Linked DNA regions of Sus scrofa: region 1 is linked to region 2. Evidence: chromatin contacts called from public promoter capture Hi-C data. All regions are on one chromosome and are shown on one strand. Each heading gives the region's core, a stretch centred on a gene start, on an enhancer-like site or on the middle of the called end of the contact. The rest is flanking DNA. Distances are from core to core; before and after follow the strand shown. Region 1 has its middle 310 kb from the start of GATA6. Region 2 has its middle 220 kb from the start of GATA6.

What was found. Promoter capture Hi-C pulls out the DNA fragments that hold promoters and counts their contacts.
Region 1: a promoter capture Hi-C map of liver shows a contact between it and region 2, with 2.5 times the contacts expected there. The contact joins two enhancer-like sites. A contact is called at or near these places in 1 of 5 promoter capture datasets (liver) and 1 of 47 Hi-C or Micro-C datasets (liver).

What each region holds. Positions count from the first base shown.
Region 1 is chr6:107,591,714-107,596,607 of Sscrofa11.1, reverse strand. No RefSeq gene overlaps it. Among named protein-coding and RNA genes, the nearest start is that of GATA6, 310 kb to the right of the region's middle. Within about 2 kb of position 2,352, at least 9 of the 83 cell types and tissues checked have an H3K27ac peak or open chromatin away from gene starts, as enhancers often do. A contact at or near this core is called in liver, where this site is marked.
Region 2 is chr6:107,499,137-107,503,445 of Sscrofa11.1, reverse strand. No RefSeq gene overlaps it. Among named protein-coding and RNA genes, the nearest start is that of GATA6, 220 kb to the right of the region's middle. Within about 2 kb of position 1,960, at least 2 of the 83 cell types and tissues checked have an H3K27ac peak or open chromatin away from gene starts, as enhancers often do. A contact at or near this core is called in liver, where this site is marked.

The DNA.
Region 1 (4,894 bases), core at 1,103-3,602, 93 kb before region 2:
CTGACTCCCCTCGTCTTCCTCAGACATGTGTTGTCCTCCTAGCTTGAACTCAACAAGCTATACTGAACCCTTTTAGGGTGCTGGCCAACCACCCGTTTCCCACTGGAGAAGGAATTTTGGACTCATATATGACATACCTCCCTGGGATACTGTGAGGCTAAGATGAACTGACAAGGTATTATTACTGGTGGAGGTAGAGGTGGAAGTTGTTAGCAGTGATAGAAGTCATGGTTGATAGGACTGAATAAAGAGTAACTTTCAGACAACTTTTAGAAGGAAAAGCCTTGGGCCCTCCAAATTCATTAGTGCAGAACCAGATACAAATTCTTTCTCCAAGATTGTAATGCAGGAGACTAAGGGTCCCAGGAAATCCAGCTCTAGTCACAGATCTATGCCTGTAGCTCTCTAGCAGTCATTAAAAATATTTCTGCTTATTCAGCAAGGCACATTTGCTGGGGATTAGGAGAAGCCATAAAACATCGCACTCTATTCAAAGTCTTCTTCAGATAAACCCTCTGAAGCTTTGAAGTATTTACTTGCCAAAGATTTTACATTGCCCCTTATCCCCTGGGCAAAATGCCTCTGTATGTGTGTGTGTGTGTGTGTGTGTGTGCACGCACACGCAATATTTTCTTAAGGTCTTGCCAGATCTAAAGGTCAATCCCATACCACAGAGGTGGATAAGGTGGGTAAAATGTTTTTTTTTTGAATCATCAATACAGGATATCCAAATATCCCATTCTAGTGCCATCTCTTCCTAAGAGCACAGTGTACTGGGAAGGGCATTGGGGAGGGACTTAAAGACCTGACCTATAATAGCAGCTCCACTACCAACTTGTTACATGACCTTGGCAAGTCACTCCAAGTCTTAGATTCCTCATGTATAAAGTTAAGGTATAGTCAAATGCGTCCTCAGCTTCCCTTCTAAAAGCTAAAGCTCCACCTCTGACTCATTTTCAGCTGAATTCTCAGCCACATGAAGAGCTTCCCCATCTCCCAGCAACATCTTGGGACTTCCTTGGGGCATGAAGAGAAAATGACACAGGATTCCTTTCAACATGATCCATGGGATGTGACACAATCTTATTTTTTTTGCCCTGTGGAGGGTATGTGTGTGTGTAAGCGTGTATAGACCTGAGTTCACAAATATATGTGAACATGAACTCAGGAGACATCTTTTACAATTGAGAGCATGTTTAGAGGTTATAAAATCCTGCATTTTTCTTTTTCTTTCTTTTTCTTTTCTTCTTTTTTTTTTTTTTGTTTTGTTTTGTTTTTAGGGTTGCACCTGTGACATATGGAAGTTCACAGGCTGGGGGTCGAATCAGAGCTACACCACAGCCACAGCAATGCAGGATCCAGCTGCGTCTATGCCAGCTGGATCAGCAATGCCAGATCCCCAACCCACTGAGCAAGGCCAGGGATCGAACCCGCATTTTCATGGACTAGTTGGATTCATTTCTGCTATGCCACAAGGGGAACTCCAAATCCTGTGCTTTTCAAACACTTTATAAGCAGAAGTGTCCTTTCCTCAGGGAAACTTTCTGCAAACTCTGAATATATGTAAAGGAAAGAATAGAGCTTTGGGTATGGACGCCCAGGTCCCCATCTCTTTCTTGGTGGGAGGAGAAGGGTGAGGTCCTCCCATCCAGGCCTCAGAGGCTCTCTGTAGAGCTCAAAACTTTGGATGTCCAGCTGAATAGTTCACAGGAGAGCAAACAGAGACTCAGAGAGGCAGGGACTTGCTCAGGCTCATATACTAACTGGTGGAAAAGCTGGGGCTCTTGAATATCTACCTAAGAGTGTTTGAACACATCATGTCATAATCAGCATTACCAAAAGTGATTAGGGACATAATTGCAAGCATGCCAATACCCCCATAAAGAAGAACTCTCTGAGGATCCTGGAAATTTTAAAACTCAGCAACTGTCAGAGCAGCATCTGTGTTATGATTCAGGAATCTCTGGCTTAATACACTGATGACTCTTCTTGTGAAGACAAATATGACCTTGTTTCTAAACTGCTTTTTAAACTGAGCTATTTTTTGAAAAAGTCTTGTTCATTTCATGCATAATTAAAGAAAAGAAATGATTCCAATAGAGGCAAAAGGAAATGTTTTCACTTGCTTGTTTGGGAAAATGCTTGGGGAACCACAGCACCACTGTCAGGGTGAGCTCACAAAAGTGGTGCACGGAGGTACGAGGGCTCCTCAGTGTGGCCCTGGATGTTTCTGGGAAAATATGTATCAGTCATGATCGTCGAGCTCCAGGGTCCAACCCTAGGTTGCAAAATATTTCCCCTTTTGGACTTCACCTCAGCAATAATTCAACAGTGTGACAACTCAGTAGGAAGTGGACCTTGAACAAGAGTGATAGGTATCTTTAGCTTGCAGGGCTTGCAAAGCTTGCAGGGCTGTGCAGGAAGCTTGGTGGCAGATCAAGTAATCATATCCCGTGGCCTTCCTCTCTCACCAAAGTGATATTTGCATTGTGCAACCCAAGCACATTTCATACAAAATCCTGTTCCCACTTTTTCTCTGAATGGTATTTGGCAACTTTCATTGGTTCCTAACATTTTGTTCTGGTCACAGATAAATCTCCCCTGTCCACTTAATGAGCAAGCTGAATCGCAGACTCTAAGAGCTGGAATTGGCCTCAGAAGTTACCAAATCTGGTCCTGTAGTTTCCTAGCAAAGGAGTCAGAAATAGAGACAGGGAAGTGACCTGACCAAAATCACATGAGTCAACAGCGAATTTGGGACATGAGCACAGCTGTCCTAATATCAAGGACTTTTCCACCCTTCCATGCCACTTCTTTGAAGTTGGCCGCAATACAGTAAGATGAAGTCTTTTCTACCTGGGTCACTGGTGTCTGATCACAAAGGTTCATTGGGGACCTAGGGAAACCCCTCATTAGGCAGACAGTCTGGAGAGGAAGGCAGATATTGAACCAATAATAGCAACTGAATAGGCACATAGTTGCAAGTGTGCAAACAACTCTGTGAAGAAGGATCAGCTGCTGTGGGAGTGTTATCTCCGGGGCTGATAGGGGCTGTTTGTGTCCAGGGTAGGATCTGATTGGCTGGTCCTATGACTTAGCAGTTAAATATGTTGACTCTTACCTTTGGTTATCTCCCAAAGGTGGTTCCCATAATGTGTGGGTTGCTTAAACTATTTGATTCTGCTCCCATGTGTTTCTTCTGCCTGACGAGTCTACCTGGAATCTACCTCCAGGAAGACAGGTACTGTGAAAAGAACTAAGATTCGTACAAACAATTTTAGTCTGTCAATCAAGCTATAAGGGGAGAAGTGACATGGATGTTCAAATTAGCTCTGAGTCCTCTGTGCTTGCGCTCCTCCAGGAAATGGCATGTTGGATATTGGAAGCCTGGTATCCCAGTAATTTAGTAATACAATTCTAAAATTGCTTATGTTTACATCAAAACTAAAGTAGTGATTTCAAATTGCATGGCAATCTGATTTTGAACATTCACCCCTCCTCTTCAACCCTCATCAACACTTTAACAAGCCATTCTTGTTATAATTTCTGCAAATGCAGCCTCTGCAGAGTTAGAAATCCTACCATGAATCTTTCTGGAAAATGAACTATCATGCCTAAATTTCTCATCATCCCAGATGTATGTAAAGAAGCTAGAGTTAAAGGAAATTTCTACACACTAGGCTTCACATTGAAGGGTTAATCACAGGACATTTTTCTGAATCAAAAAGATTTGAGCTTCGGATCTGAATTAGCACCTGAAATTGCTCTCAGCTTGATCTAGCCTCCTCTGTATCTCTTCCCAGTTCACTTTCCATCCTGGGATTCTTCCTTTCCTCCTCTTTTCCTTTGTGTTCATGTGGTTGCCCTGAACCCTTTCCTCATTTTTTCCTTAGTCCCCAAGTTGTTCAAATTTTCTTCTTACACAATGACTCCCCCTTGGTTTTCCCTGGCTTTCTCTAAGCCCAGCATCTTCATGGGTGGCCCTATTGCCTCTCCTTCCACTAGCCAGTCTTTTTCTCCCCTCCTTTCCCCCTCCCCGAATTGTGAGAGCTGCACAAAAGCTGGAACCAGAGGTAGAAGGGGAAAGAGCAAAGCTGCTTGTCCCAGCATTTCCTTCCCCTGGCTGGGTAAGTACCTCAGGGAGAGGGTGCTGAGCTTCCCTGGCAGAGGACAGTGTGTCCAAAGCAAGTTGGCTTTGAGTCAGCATTCAGTTTTGGTCAGTGCTCTCTCTCCGTTGAGAAATTGGGCCAAGTTTGGCCAAAGGCCCATTCAAAGTCCAGTTCTGGAATATGTGTCTATTCTTTCTCTCTATCTACTCTCCCCAGAGAGCCCAGGAGGCCAGACAGGCTGTTCCCACACCGGGACCTCATCAGGGTAGTTTGACATCACTTTTCCTCTCCAGGAAAAGAACTAGAGTTGAACTTTCCTTTAAGCAGATCCAATATAGATTTAGAATTAGAGAATAACATCTCTTTTTACAAAAAGCTTTATCACGGAAGTGTTTTCAGTAGGACACAGCTATGGTACTTTTAAGACATGATTCAATTTACAAATGTTTCTAAGCTTCTTTCAGGAATAGATTCATTGTGTAAAGTAAGACATACTATAAAATCAAGTCCTCGTCCAGCCAAGAGAAGACAGAACCAGCCTGGCCTGATCACTTCGCTTTTGTCTTAAACTCCTACCTCCTATTGTCTCCATCTATTTCTGCCATCTTTTCCTGTTCTTCCCACATGTCTGAAGTGGAACCACAAAATGTTACCAAAGCACTGGAATGTAGCAAAGTAAGCATTCAATATGTATTATTAAAATAACCTGACTTGAATTATACATCCAAATGAATATTGTCCCCTAAAGTAGTCATACTTAATTTATTACTATGATGCTGCTATAC
Region 2 (4,309 bases), core at 711-3,210:
GCACCTGTTAAAATACTAATGGACATAATTATTAAGTGCTTACTATTGCCAGGCGTTGTACTGAAAGCCCTCCTTAGAATAGTTTATTGGATCGTCACAGTAATCATGGGAACTACAATCATTCATATTTTTAAATAATAAAAGTAAAGCTTCAGAGGGTTAGATCACTTGCTTAAGGTTACTAGTAAATGACAGATCTGGGATTCAAACCCAAATCCTGTGTGCATTTCTCTATAAGCTTACATAAAAGGTGATTTAATCATTCAGATCTTTATTTCACTCATAACTTTAACAAAACTACCAACCCACAAGAAATAGCTTGGTAACAAGTATGATGTAGGAGTTCCCGTCGTGGTGCAGTGGTTAACGAATCCGACTAGGAACCATGAGGTTGCAGGTTCGGTCCCTGCCCTTGCTCAGTGGGTTGACGATCTGGCGTTGCCGTGAGCTGTGGTGTAAGTCGAAGATGCGGCTCGGATCCCAAGTTGCTGTGTCTCTGGTGTAGGCTGGTGACTACAGCTCCGATTAGACCCCTAGCCTGGGAACCTCCATATGCTGCAGGAGTGGCCCAAGAAATAGCAAAAAGACCAAAAAAAAAAAAAACAAGTATAGATGTAATAAGAGAAAGAAAGGAGCCTGTATGACAGCTTCCATCCTCCAGGTAAGCTGTTTTCAGGGTTTATTTTTCCAATCTCAGAGGAAACAAAAGTGAAACCATTATGGAATTTTTTTTAAAAAAAAATCAAAATTAAGCTGATACATATTTTATTTTTATCCCAGGCATCTTAATTCTTTGGGGGGGGCCAATGCCCCTGCCCCCATCCTCCCACCGCCCCAACCCCACCCCACCACATGCAGAAGTTCCCCAGCCACAGATCAGTCTGAGGCAAGGCAGTGACAACTCTGGAGTCCTTACTGCTAGACAACCAGGGACCTCCCTATCTCAATTCTTTACTTGGGTTCATAAAGATTAGGCATTAAAGAACTTCTTTCCTTAAGTAGGCAAGTTTCCAAACAAGTATTAGTCTGGAATCCAAGACCCTTCTCCTCAGGCTCAGCCAGGGCTCTAGCCCCATGAAGGGAGACTGGCCCCTGGACCAGTGGAGGAGTCAAGAGGTCAAGGGCAGCCCCACGCCACCTCACCCCCACCCCCCGCTTTGGAGCAGGCTCACGTGACCTCAATGCCCTAACTGCCTTAGTTTCCTCCACCCTTAAAAGTGGGATTTCGGAGTTCCCATCGTGGCGCAGTGGTTAACGAATCCGACTAGGAACCATGAGGTTGCAGGTTCGGTCCCTGCCCTTGCTCAGTGGGTTAACGATCCGGCGTTGCCGTGAGCTGTGGTGTAGGTTGCAGACGCGGCTCGGATCCTGCGTTGCTGTGGCCCTGGCGTAGGCCGGTGGCTACAGCTCTGATTCAACCCCTAGCCTGGGAACCTCCATATGCCGCAGAAGCGGCCCAAGAAATAGCAAAAAAAAGACAAATAAATAAATAAATAAAAATTCTTTAAAAAAAAAAAAAAGTGGATTTCTCTAATCTCTAATCTTGCTAAAATTCTCTAGAGATTCCGTAAAGGTCCCCCCATCCCCTTATTTCACAAGTAAGGCAGGAACACATTTTTGTTTGAAGCAATACAAAAGTGTACGGAATAAAGTGGCTGAGGCCCCTCACTACCCATCCTGGCACCACAGAAAGGAGTGTCCAGCGTTACCAGTTTATTGTGTATCCCTCCAGCCCTTTCCTCCTGTAAGAAACCTTTGTGTCTTGGTGGCATGCTATCACGGAGCCCTCAGGATTTACCAGGTTCCAGAGTGTGGAATTATCTTCTATGTGTTTGGGGAAAACGGAGCCTGTGGCAAAAGAGAAAGTGAGTTACTAATTGGATTTATGGCCATTACTCCCAGAGCAGCCCTCTGCCCTCGGTAATCTCCAGAGCAGTTCAGATAGAATCTCTTTCTACAAAAGATCCAGAAGACTCTGTAAGGAGAAAGCTGGCACATCTCCTGCTCACCCAATAAAAAGTCAGATAGTTATTAAACTGTCCCTGAAGCTACTGTGATTTACATTCATTTTAATGGTTCTCTCTGTAGAGCAGTCCCTTTAATGGGGGTGCCCTCCAGTTCCTATTGGTTGCATTTAAAATAAATATTACACCATCTCCGGCTGTCCAGCTCTCCTTTCATACTTTGACCTGCCACAGAAAGTACAGTGCCTTGATATTTCCCTCGGAGAAACTCCCACATGTTCCGGGATGCCCAACACCACATGATTTGTGTAGCAGAGAGGTGGCGGTGGTCCAGGTAGCCATCCTTAGGGAAATGTAGACGTGTGCTGTGAAATACAGTGTAGCGCTCGGAGGCAAGAGCCAGATGGATAGAAAGCACCATCTGGAGAACTTAAAATCATTGAGAAGGAATGGAAATGATTCTGACTAGTATCCATGAGGATGCAGGTTCGATCCCTGGCCTCACTAAGTGGGTCGTGGGTCATGGGTCCAGCACTGCTGTGAGGTGTGGTGTCCATCACAAACTTGGCTTGGATCCCATGATGCTTCGGCTGTGGCAGAGGCTGTCAGCTGTAGTTCTGATTCGACCCCTAGGGTGGAAATTTCCATATGCTGCAAGTGTGGCCCTAAAAAGTAAAAAAAAAAAAAAAAAAAAAAATTCAGAAAAAAGAAATCGTGAAATGCCATGTCTACAATTTAACATGTACCCCTTTGTAAAACAATGCTATATACATTTTAAAGGATATATATACATATAGACACACACACCCAAGGACATGTGCCAGAGTGGTGTGGCGCCTCTAGGGGAGAAAGCAATGGGGATGAGAGATGAAAGAGTAAACCACAACAGACACAGCCCTTACAAGGAATGAGGAATTAGGATGATGCTAAAAGTTAATGCTCTGCTCCTGAGAGGTAATAAACAAATTAATAAGAAATGAATAAAAACACAAAATCACCTGTCTTTTACTTTTCTTTAAATATCATCCCCAACCACCATTCATAGACCACCTTCTAGGTGTGTGACATGATCTGAGTTTGGCTCTGTGACCATGAAACAAGCTGCTGTTCCTCTCTGAGCCTCAGGTTCTCTAATGGTAAAAATAACAAAAGGGAAGAGAAAAGGAAAACGGGCAATAGTACTACTTGGATTACCACGTTGTACTTATTTTTTTGGTCTTTTTATGGAGGTTCCCAGGCTAGGGGTCCAATCAGAGCTGTAGCTGCGGGTCTATGCCACAGCCACAGCAACACCAGATCCAAGCTGCCTCTGCGACCCATACCACAGCTCTCACCAATACCGGATCCTTAACCCACTGAGTGAGGCCAGGGATCGAACCCATGTCCTGGTGGGTACTAGTCAGATTCATTTCTGGTGAGACATGATAAGAAATCCTGATGTTGTAAATTTTGATAAGAAGATATGTTTGTAAGATTAACACAAGTCCTATCTGAGCCCTGACATGCAGTGGGCCCTGGTAAGCACCATTGTCATGGTAGCAAAGGGACCATGGTCCAGCCTGAGCAGAGAATCCTGTAAAACTCTGGGACACTTGTTCCTGTCTTACCTCTGGGGTTACAAGAGGCAGTCGCTGGTGTCTGCTATATAATGTTCGACTGTTAACTGTTTCTGTGTGAGATGACCGTCTGGCTACAACGTGTCACCCCACTGTGCCCACAGTTAACCTGGCATAACCAGCCCTAATGTCCCTTCTTCCTCCCAGCTGCAAAGCCGCAGGCCTGGCCAAAGAGGCATCTGCCCAATCTGAGTCCGGGCTGTTTCTCAGAGGTCAGGTGCATCTTCCTAAGATCTGAGGTCTGAGGTCAGTACCTAGGCAGACGGCCACACCATCACCCCCCAGGTCACTGGCCCAAGGCCTATGCTCTCTATCTGCTGGAATCCAAAGAAGCCCTTAAAGCCTTGCTCCATGTGCTAGAGAGGAAACCAACCACCTGCACCTCTCCTTCCTATACAGAATGCACCCCCACGAGGGCCTGAGAGAATAGTTTCTCCCACGACTGAGCAGTCAAGGCTTTCATGGCAAACATCACCAGCCAGGAAAACTAGCAAAGCGGAAACCAGACTGAGCAGAAAGGTGTCCCTGATTCCTGGTCATTCTGATTCTGAGCAGGATGACCCTGCTGGGGCTAGGCCTGGGTTCAGCAGGGTGCAGCGTGGGGCCGGGAGGGGGTGGGGGGTTGCGGGGGATGGGGGGGGTTTGATGCTCAGAAGCACATCAGGGAAGGAGCCCCTCCGGAAAGGATGGGGAGCAGTAGGCCCGGGAAATGTGACGGGGAGGTTCTGT